Regions from separate parts of the Danio rerio genome. Here region 1 is linked to region 2. A link is a contact called in public Hi-C data. All regions are on one chromosome and are shown on one strand. The core of a region is the stretch at or near the end of the contact, and the rest is flanking DNA. Distances in the headings are between cores, read along the strand shown. Region 1 has its middle 21 kb from the start of optc. Region 2 holds the start of mdm4 (MDM4 regulator of p53).

What was found. A called contact is a pair of places that touch in the nucleus more often than the background predicts.
Region 1: a Hi-C map of hematopoietic stem cells shows a contact between it and region 2, with 5 times the contacts expected there. The contact joins the enhancer-like site here to the promoter of mdm4 in region 2. A contact is called at or near these places in 8 of 18 Hi-C or Micro-C datasets (caudal fin, embryo, hematopoietic stem cells and 2 more) and 2 of 4 datasets of contacts at active chromatin or transcription factors (caudal fin and embryo).

Annotation. Positions count from the first base shown.
Region 1 is chr11:25,290,397-25,296,374 of GRCz12tu, reverse strand. No RefSeq gene overlaps it. Among named protein-coding and RNA genes, the nearest start is that of optc, 21 kb to the left of the region's middle. Within about 2 kb of position 2,039, at least 17 of the 62 cell types and tissues checked have an H3K27ac peak or open chromatin away from gene starts, as enhancers often do.
Region 2 is chr11:25,015,471-25,020,846 of GRCz12tu, reverse strand. mdm4 (MDM4 regulator of p53) reads left to right here and starts at 3,207. Exons shown (of 11, transcript NM_212732.2): 1 at 3,207-3,352; 2 at 3,884-3,966. The coding sequence starts at 3,898.

The sequences.
Region 1 (5,978 bases), core at 790-3,289, 280 kb before region 2:
TCATGGTGATGTTTACTTACAGTGTCTCATTTAGGGAAACTCTTGAGACAAATAATTTATATCTCCGAACATTAATAAGAAATCTATACAAAATAGTGTGTTTCCCACCTCCAGTCGCAATGAATTCTGGGACTTCTCGAGTGATTTTTGCCCTCAAGTCTGCATCGATGAGTCCTTGACATCAAGAACACATTAGGGAACTTTCACGCGACTCTTGAGTTTTGGAACTGAACTTTGGCGGTTGATGATGATGTTACACGAGAACACAAGATCGCTGAAGAAGACATATTGAGAAACAGCCCATGTATGATCAGGCATGTAATGTTTCCTAAGAATGTGGCATTACCACCTACTGGCCTGGCATGCATAATACAACAATTTGTGTGGTTTATTTATACACTCATTTTGAGAGGATCACATGCTTATGATTAAACACAACTGGTACCACATTAGCTCAGTACATTCGCACCAATCAGACGAATACCGACACACTATAAATTACCAGAGCTTTCTACTCCAGTCATCCAGAAGATCGCCCTTCCACCCCTACTCCTCCTATTCTCTGATAGGGCAGAATGACGACCCAGTGGGTAGCACTGTTGCCTCACAGCAAGAAGGTTGGTTAAACATAGAAACGTTGGTTCGGCCCTCTCTGAGTCGGTCAGTGTTTCTGTGCGAAGTTTGCATGTACTCCCCCGTGTTCACGTGGGTTTTCCTCGGGTTCTCCGATTTCCTCCCACCATCCAAAGACATACACCATAAGTAAATTGGCTACTTCAAAATTGCACCATAAGGCAACTCTTAGTCAGATATATGTCAGCAGTTCACAAGAAGAAACGTTCTTGAGACCTACCTGAGCTCAAACTCTTCTCTCGCCCTTCAAATGGGAGGAAGCCCCGGGCTCAAGGATATTCTGAGCTCAGGGCTCTCTCCTTGGACAGCATGCCAAAAATGCTTTATTATCAATCATCAGCTAAGTGTGAACTCTTCAATTGGTGTATTTCTTTTTTGTGTATGGTTTCTGGCCAAACTTCATTTATTTTATTGTATGAATTATTAAAATATTTGAATAAATAATTGCAACAATTAAAAGATAAATTTTTTTATGGTTTGTGCACAAAACCTAACCATTGTCAAACAACAATCTATGCTGCCTAATTTTGGTAACTTCTTAAGTGAGAGACAAATTTGTCTCTAAATCCCAACTCAAAGCTTTTGGCGTCAAGAACAAATGATATGAAAACCATTTCCACTGCATTCAAATTCCGTGCTATGAGAACAATCCCACGACCCATTTTTGGTTCTCAACCCAACCACTGGTCTGCAGTCCATCAATAAGCGCAAGTGACAAAGACAGAGGCTAAAAGCGCTCTAATCTCCCAATACGGCCAAGCTTTATGATCAGTACCATTCCTCCACCTCCTCCTCGTCTCCTTTTCTTTTTCCACCATCCAAGCGTTCCTCCCATTGTTGTTTGCTTCCACAAGGGCTTATATCATCCTCTGTCGCATATGACTCTTTTTTAACCTCTTCCAGGCAACCAGTGACTCACTTGATGAATAGAGACGAGTGAGAATGCAATCCCTTTCCCCCACGGCTCCACAAGCGTTTAGGAAAGGGGTGTTTGAAGCCCCCAACACTTTCAATGACTAATTGCTACATGAAAAGGAAGAGAGTCTGAGATGAGAAAGCAACGGAATAAAACAGTGATTGTGAAAACACGTCGATGAGGGCTAAGAGAGAGAGCACCTGCTTTAATGTCAGGGATTCTACATTGCCGTCTCTGTGTTTTTCTGCCATTCTGCACTCGGTCCATGAAGGTGACCTTGCATTCTGCCTGAGCTCATCCATTGATCTCATCACTGAAAGGACCTGCGGGCTTCCCTCCCACATGAATCGGCTGAGGGAGGGGACATGGATAGGTGCATATGCTGTGGGGGAGTATTTCAGCTGTGTTTGTGTGTGTGTATGTGTGTGTGTAGGTGAGGAGGGGGGCTAAGGCAAGAGGAATGTTTAAAACACGCATCCATCCTCCTTTCAGCTGCCCAGAGCCATCGAATAATTGAGTCGAGCCCCCGCCTGAACAGCATACACACTACACACACACACACACACACACACACACACACACACACACACACATAAATGCTCTCTCCTGCCTCCCACATGCAGACGGACTCACTCATTTGCTGTGATTTCTGAATCTTAGAGGGAGCTTGTAAGTGTGATATTGAGCAGGGTTGCTCCTCTGGATTAGATGTAGAGGAGATTGGGGTAACGTGTCAGATGTTAATGAGGATAATGACAAAGAGTAAAGAAATAAGTTGATTATGTTTTAGTGCGGTTTTTATGAAATTGCTAATTAAAAGATTACTTATTTGCTCTTACTTACTCCCAGGGCCGTTTATATCAAAGTTGATTTTTAGCCGCACCATGTTGGGGTTTTGTAACATCTCATTTTTATGAGGTGGGTTGTTAGCCCAATGCTCAGACCCCAACTTGGAGGACCAAGACATACAAACATACACTACAAACAATTTAGCCTACCCAATTCACCTATAGCGCATGTCTTTGGACTGTGGGTGAAACCAGAGCACCCAGAGGAAACCCACATAAACACGAGGAGAACATGCAAACTGTCAACTTGCCCAGCGGGGGCTCAAAACAGCCACCTTCTTGCTGTGAGGCTACAGTTCCCCGAATTAAAAGATTAATTAATCACAATTTGCTTTGGTTTTATTTGAATTTTTAATGAAGTGAAATTGTTTTAATAATTGTTTTAAATATTGTTGCATTTTGTATAAGAAATTCACCAAGTATGATATATACTTTCTAGATTTATTTTCATTTTGACTGGACATTTTTAATAACAACATAAATTAAACACTATATATTACCCATATTAAAAATTAATTTGAATACTATTTTAGCTATGGTTGTTATCCATGAATTTTCAAATGTATTTTTTTTACAAGAGAGACTAGAAAAACTGTTATGCTCTACATTATTATTAATTATTATTCTAATTTTTTTTATTAAAAAAAATTTCTGAAAGAAAAGTTGAATGCGCTGGCCAGTTTGTTAATTGCCTAATTAATGACAATTGGCTAGTTTTTATTTAAAACTTAAACAGATTCCTGTTTTTTTTTTCCTAATGATATATGATATAATACATTTATATTTATATTTATATTTAATAAATTTATTATAAGCTAATCCAGCTAATAATAGTGCTTAAAATGTCCCTAACATGCAGTAAGCCTATTTAAATTTCATAATCAAATAGAAAATGAGGCATATAACTACAAAAATGTCCACTTTTTGAAAAAAAAAGAACTACCTCTTTCACCAGGCTGGCTACGGGCCTAATGAGTGTCAAGACTAACTTTGAGTAAATTATAAAACAATAATTTACAAAAATAACCGACAGTGAACAATACATTTGTTATGGTATTTATTACTGTAGCATGCAGTACAGCTGATGGTTGTTACTCTGTTGTGTTTCACCCTGGAGATTCTTCAGCATTAAATGATAAATACTTTTAGATTTGGATAAATTGACTCATACATAAAATGTACTTTGACTAAAAAGTACTTTTACATGCAAACATTGTGTGTGTGTGTGTGTGTGTGTAACCTATTTGTTTGTGCAAGCTAGTACTCCTTGTTCCTTGTTCCCAGAACATTTGGGCAGTGTTACTTTACAGTTAAGGTAAAAAAAGTATATTCACAGAATATTAGAAATTCCTTCACAATAAATACAATAGCAATAGAAGAACATTCTGAGTTTTTCAGTAATGAAGGGGCGACACATCTTATCCCTTTCTCCCTACTTCTAAATGACCGAATCAGAGATGCACACAGCAGCCTTCAAACTCAAATTGAAAATGTGTTAATAATAGACAGCTGAGCTCTAATCAGCGTAAAGACAAAAGAGAGGAGAAGCCACTGAAACTTCAAAGCATTGTTTCTACTGCAGGCGAGAGTGACGCTTGTGCTGAAGCAGGAGGGGGAGAAACAGATGAAAAGTAAAAGTAGAAGAAATATTAACAGTGAAAGAGAGAAATAGCTGTACGGCGAGCAGAAACACTGGGGGGCTGAAGTGGGCGTTCGATCAATAACTGAATGTTCTGTGGACAGAAAGAAAGAAAGAAAGAAAGAAAGAAAGAAAGAAAGAAAAAAGAAAGAAAGCTGTGAATTAAAGCACACCGCTGCAGTAGTTCACTTTAATGTGGCACAGGGATGAAGATGGAAATAAATTCTGAAGCCATTTTCTTTGCATTTTATGAGTGCACTGCGGTGAAGGAAAACACTCATCATTTGTACCTGTGTCACTGTACATCGATTGTGAGTCTGAGCCAAAATGCTCTGACATTTCGTTTTTTTATGTTTGCTCGAACAAAGGACAGAGGAATAAGTTCAGAAAACCCTGATAAAATATTACTGTAGTAAAACGTATACACTCACCCTTTTTCTTTTTTATTAAAAAAAAGTATTTTGACTCAAGTTAAAATAGGAGCTCATCCTTTTACATCAAATGTACATAACAAAAAAATAAATAAATAAAACTGACAGTGACTTAAATTTTTATCTACAACAATACATTCTAAAATTTGATGACAGTAACTTTCTTGTAGCACCAACCTAAGGTGAGAGGATCTTCCATATTTGATTTATTTTTATTACAGGAAAATCAATGAATCCTTCATTGGAGATTCACTCTAAATAAATTGTTAACTGGAAACTAACTCTGAACAGATCATTGGAATCAGTGAGACATTAACTGAAGGCTTGATCAGATCATCTAAATTAGTCAACTCTTGCTTTGACTCGATCATTTGAATCACTGAAGTGTTAAATGAACTCTTGCTCTGACCAGATCATTTGAATCAGTCAAGTGTTAAATGAACTCTAACTCTGACTGGATCATTGAAATCAGTGAGACATTAACGCCCGATTTACACGGGTCTTCAGCATCAACGCTTGACAGAGGGCATGTCTGAAGTCGGGCTGACACGATCGTCATAGCAGTGTAAGCCAATGTAATTAGTCAGCAATCAGCTACTTTCCGAGCTGGTGCATTTGCATACAGCGATCTGATTGGCTAACGCTTCCATTGGCGTTTAAAAGGTTGAGAAAGTTCCAACTTCTGCAGCGAGCAATGCCACTGAGGCGTAGAAGGACCCACAATGCAGTTCGGCAACGTCTAACATCATCCATTCAAGTTGAATGGGAAGGGTTGACGCTGATGCCCTGTGTGAATGGGGCCTAACTGGAAACTCGCTCTGAAAAAAAATCTTTTGAATCAGTGAATTATTAACTGAATACTTGCTCTGACTGGATCATTTAAAATCAATCAAGTGGTAATGAACTCTAACTCTCACTGGATTACTATAATCAGTGAGACATTAACTGCGATCTCACTCTGAACAGTGAAGACTTGCTCTGGATCGTTTTACTCATTGAATCATAAACTGAAGACTTGGATTAACTGGGTATTTGAATCAGTCAACTGTTAAATAAACTCTAGCACTGACTAGATCACTTGAACCAATCAAGTGTTAAATAAACTTTAACTGGATCTTTAAAATCAGTGAGACCAAAACTGGAAACTAACTCTGAACAAATAATTTGAGTATTATTCATTTATTCCTTCATTTTCTTGTCGGCTTATTCCCTTTATTAATCCGGGGTCGCCACAGCGGAATGAACTGCCAACTTATAAAGCACATTTTTTTTTTACGCATCAGATGCCCTTTCAGCCGCAACCCATCTCTGGGATACACACAAACTTATTTACATACATACACTACGGACTATTTTGCCTACCCAATTCACCTGTATCGCATGTCTTTGGACTGTGAAGGAAATCGTAGCACCTGGAGGAAACTCACGCAAATGCAGGGAGAACATGCAAACTCCACACAGAAACGCCAACTGACCCAGCTGAGGCTCGAACCAGTGACCTTCTTGCTGTG
Region 2 (5,376 bases), core at 1,958-4,457:
ATTAAACAGTAATCTACCATTTTTTTTACTTTTTAAAAGCACATTTTATTGAAATAATGACGTTTTTATTTTTATTTTTGTTTTCCCTACTGTATAAGCACAGTACAGTGTTAATGTTCAGACTATTTATAATGTTTAAAGTGACTGACAATAATAAATATTCTAAATAATAGAAACTAATCTGCCACTACTGAGTTGTAGCTGCTTAACAGGCCTACTACGCTACTGTATTTCAATACTGCTCATTATGGTGATACTTGGAGAGATGATTTTTTCTGAGGTGGTACTTGATGAAAAAGGTTTGAGAACAGCTGGTCTAGATGAAGACGCAATGCAATCTTAGATTTATGCAAGCTGAATTGCATGCAATGCTTTTAATGTGCACACCTAACACCGCCCCTAACCCTACCACTCACAGTGACATCTCTAGCTCTATTGAGTATATTATGTCTGAGATTGTGTGTGTGCAGTTAGATACTATCAGGTCATTCTCAAGTGACCAATGCCTGACAACAGGATAATAAAGCTTGAACAGGGTAAGGATCTATATCTGCGTACAGTGTCTTGATGTTTACGGAAGTCTAATTTTATTATTAAACAAATGCATCCATTAAATGTTGGCCACAATTACTGGCATCCCTTAAAATTCTGAGTACCTGAAGATACATGTTCATATTTAGCGTAACATTGGGGTGATGTACTTGAAAAAGCTTGTGTGCTTCTCATCCACAGTACAAACAGAAATCACAAATTCTCTTAATAATTCAGCAAAACTAATCGAAATTGTTATATGTAACAAAATGTTAAGCTGTAAGAAATTAGCTAAAGCAATGGACATTTTTATTTCAGCCACAACAGCAATGTAATTGAAGGGATCTAGTTAACCCGGGGAAAATATTAATAATAATAATCTTTATTTATTCTCCAAACATGAGTTGGTTTCCTTTGTTGAATTTAAGAGAAGACGTACATAGAGAAGAACGTTGAAAAAAAAAAAAAACATCCACTGACCTGCATAGTATTTCACACCCCCTTTCTCAATGCCTGCTTTTACCCAATATTCTTCAGGTAAAAATGCTGAATGTTTGGAATCACTTAAGAGTGAGTAATTGGATTTTAATTTCTGGGTGAACTATAACATAGATTTCATTATACTGGAGATGTCATGAATCTGACTCACTCCAGAAGTTGTAAAATAATTAGCCACAGCTTGATCTTTTACCAGAACACACATCATTGTCACACATGCCATGAGAATGAGATTTTACCTTCATGGACCTGGGAACAGATGTAGAGATTCTGTCTGGAAGGATGATCTCTCATCTTTATTCAGGTTTAGACCCATTTTAATTGTTTTTAACTGAATTGGTAAACTGCAGATTTATTTTCGGTGGTGTCTTTGCTCATTTACCAAGGATGTCAATAATTCTGACCATGACTTTATCTCAAATTCACTCTTCCCTCACCCTTGTAATGTATACAATATAGGTAGCAAGTGTCTGATGAGATACTAAACATCAATGGACAATATAAAAAATTAGAAAATGGCGACTTTCACCATTCTTGATGCGCCTTTTTTATTTTATTTATTTATTTATTTGATATGAACATCACAATTGCACTGGACAACCAAATGCATTTGTTTAAGTGTTTTAGCAGACTTGCTAATTCTCAACACCTATCCACAGGAGACTTGACAAAATGAAGATATAATAAATGCATTGCAAAAGCAAAGGCGGCATGATCCAACAATGGTAAACTATTTGTGCAAACACTGCAGTTTTGCTTTTAACCACTTTCTAAGAACGCTACTAAAATATTTCTATTACTTTCTGATTTTAGGCTAACAGGTAAATCATTCCATAATTTGGCTCCCTTTAAAACAGATTGACCAAATGAGGTCTTACATTTTGGCAATAGTCACCATTAGCAGTTGCTAGTGTGACTCTGTGAGAGGTTTGATGCCTACTGATTAAATCAGAAAACAGCACTGGAACACAATTATTTAAAAATTTAAAAACCAATTTAAGATAATTACATTTAATAAAACCATCAAAACTAAAATGGTTATGTTTACATAAAACATCACAATGATGCCATCGCATATAAGTCCATAATTGTAACTGCTTGTTTATATATTAATTCAATAGGCTTTGATGTAGTCAAAGAAGCTTGTGACCACGATGTAATGCAATATGTCAAGTGAGAGAATAACATTGTGTGCAAGTATAATTTTGCAGTTTGATATGTTAAAAACTTGATAAAACAATAACAGTTTAGACTTGGCTTAATATGACTATCAAAATTTAAATGAATGTCTAGTTATGCCAAAATACCTAAATTCATTTACTTTTTTAACACCCTTATTTTAATCAGCACCTTGTATCCATTACAGGCCGAGAAGCATATAGAAACTGTTTACTTGACAGTCAACGTTAAATTAGACAGCTCAAGCCATCTTGAAATATGTTGTAAAGCCTCCATTGTTTACCTGCCCAGCAAGATGTTTTAGGACACACATAGATGACTGTGTCATCAGTATATAACTGGCAGTTAACCCCCGGGCAGCAGCCTGGAAGATCTTTTATGTACATTGTAAACAACAATGGGCCAACAACAGACCCTTGAGGTACTCCCATATTGTTAGAACGCATAGAACCCATTGACCCTCACACATTGTTGTCTCCTACCCAAATAAGACATAAACCACTGTAAGGCTTCTGCTGACATTTTGAACTCTTCATTTATTTAGTAAGATACTGTGATTAACCGTGGTCTGTGTCAAAGGCTTTCTTCAGGTCCAGACTTTGTACTACTACTTATTAACCTATTCTCTGGCTTTTATTGAATTTGTTTATTTAGACTTAATCATTATTTAAATTACACATATTATTGGAAAGTTTTCTTTTTTTTCCAGCATTGAGCTATAAATCCCCATTTCAGCAGCACATACAGTAGCTAGATACACCAAACTTCATATCTGTAATCTAGGTAAAAATAAATGCAATCTGTAATCTAATCATGTGCTTCTGTTTTCACAGAAGCACATGTTCATACACAGTTTTCCTGATTATATACATTTCAGTCTACAAAAAAAAGTGATTTTGCTGTATGTTCTGAGGTATTGAGAGAAAAACTTACTGACTCACAACTTACAGCGCCCCCGTTAGGTACACTCTTAAATTTCGAAAAGGGGAACTGCGCGAGACCTGGCAACCGTGCTGACGTGACGACATACACTACGTCAACTTCAACTGTTCTACAAGAAATACCCACACACACGTCTCCCTTTCTTTACACAAACGCTTATCCTTAATAAATGGAAACCATGTAATCGTTTACAGATAACACGGTGAGTGTGAATACACTGCCTGCGCGTTCACGCGAGGTTTACTTGAAGTTATATGTTAACAGCTTCTAAATGTCGCGCGCTAATAGCTCGCCTACGTTAGCTTAGCATCCTCGTTTCAACCACGATGGATTAAAACTTATCCAACCAGTTATTACAATTTACCGTATTACCCACATGCCAGAACTAGGAGAATGGTAAGTAAAGTCATTTTGGTGTCCAGCATGTTCTATTTCACGCGCATTGAAAGTTATGTCATTAGCTAAAGGCTAAAATGTGACGTCATCAAGAAAATAAATGCATTTATTTATTTTAAGCATGTTTAGCATGTGCTTGCATGCACTTTATAAATTATTGACACGTATTGCGTTTTTCTTGAGTTTTTGAGCACGATTCGAACGAGAAAACGTCTGTGAAGTCCAGAAATGCTGTCTGCATTGACAGTTTACTTGGAATTGAAACACAGCCCTAGTTTGCACAAATAAAACAGACGTTGGCGTTGATCTGAAAATAAATGTTGTTTTTTCTCCCCAGTTTTTGAGTGAATTATGACCTCATTGGCATCGTCATCTCAGTTACCGGGGTCATGCAGGACTCTTCCAGGGGAAGGGACTCAGGTGAGCAAGAATTGTGACTTTCTCACGGTTAAGCTATATGAACTTTCAATCAGTTTCAACCAGCTTTGACATTTGTGATTTAACCTTACATTGATTAAGTGAGAATATGGAGCTTATGCACAGGGGGAAAACGTCTGTTTTTATTTACATAGGGCCCAATAGAACAGAAGTGTGAATATTGACCTTTTTGATTTTTGACTTACTGTAACCTACGTAAAAATGCAAGTGAGACTCAGTTGTCAATCTTAGGTCTGGGCATTATGGCCAATAAATTATCATGATAAATTTGTTTTTATCAGTCAATATCAATAATGTTCACGATAAATGTCAAATCTCTATTTCTTTAAAATTTTATTGCAGATTGTAGCATTTGAGAGAATATAGAACCAGATCTCAAACTAGCCCTTTTTTCTGTTGAAAGGTTACAAAAAGTCAAGAAAATAATATATATATTTTTCGTAATATTATGACAGATTTATAGAGTTTAGTTCTTGCTATAATGGGTAACCTCAAATCATGAAACCAGTTTTATTTTCTGACTTTCAAAATAGAATACATGCGTTTAATTTGAGTATAACTATAACATCTTAAAATATCATCTGACTTGTTTATTTAAATAAAACTGTGAACATAGGGTCATGCTTTCAGATAATCAAAATAATGTTTAAACAATGCATGCCACCTTATTTCCATATAAAAAATGCACAAATGCTATTGTTTGACTGTAGTTATATTCCAGTAGTCCTTTAAACAGATGTTTCCATCCTGCTACAATAACAGTGCAGTACAGTAAATCTGTGAAAAAGCCAAGACCATTCATTTGTAAATGGCAATCAGAACATCAGACTTATCTGACTTTAAATTAAATCAGTCAGACAGTGTGCGTTACACTAGAGCTGGGCGATAATTCGATATCGATAATTATCGCGATATATATTTTTTTCGATAAAACGATAATGACAGTTCGATAATTGCTCGATAATATTTACGCACTATGCGTAACATTGCGCAAGCATTTTGCAGTTTGCCCTTCAGGATGCCGCACGCTGTACAAGTTTACAGCCATAGTTGTACTTAAAGGTGTAAGAAAATAAGGTAAAAAAGGTCAGAGTCACAGACATTGTTGACAAGAAACGTCACTAGACCTCAGTCTTGAGCTACTTAGTTTTTTGCTGTCCGACACAAATCAGCAACGTGCACTGAAAACTGCGCAAGACGACTCGTGTCATCAAAAGCAGGCAACACCACAAGCCTGTTTCATCATTTAAAACAACACCACCCTTATGAAAATGCTAAGAAATTACAGACCTAAACAAGTGCTGGTAAACCAGGGCAACTACCCAGCAGAGTCTCATGTCATTTCGAAAGCCGTGCCTTACGAGAAAAAACCCCCGAAAAGACAGAGGAAAG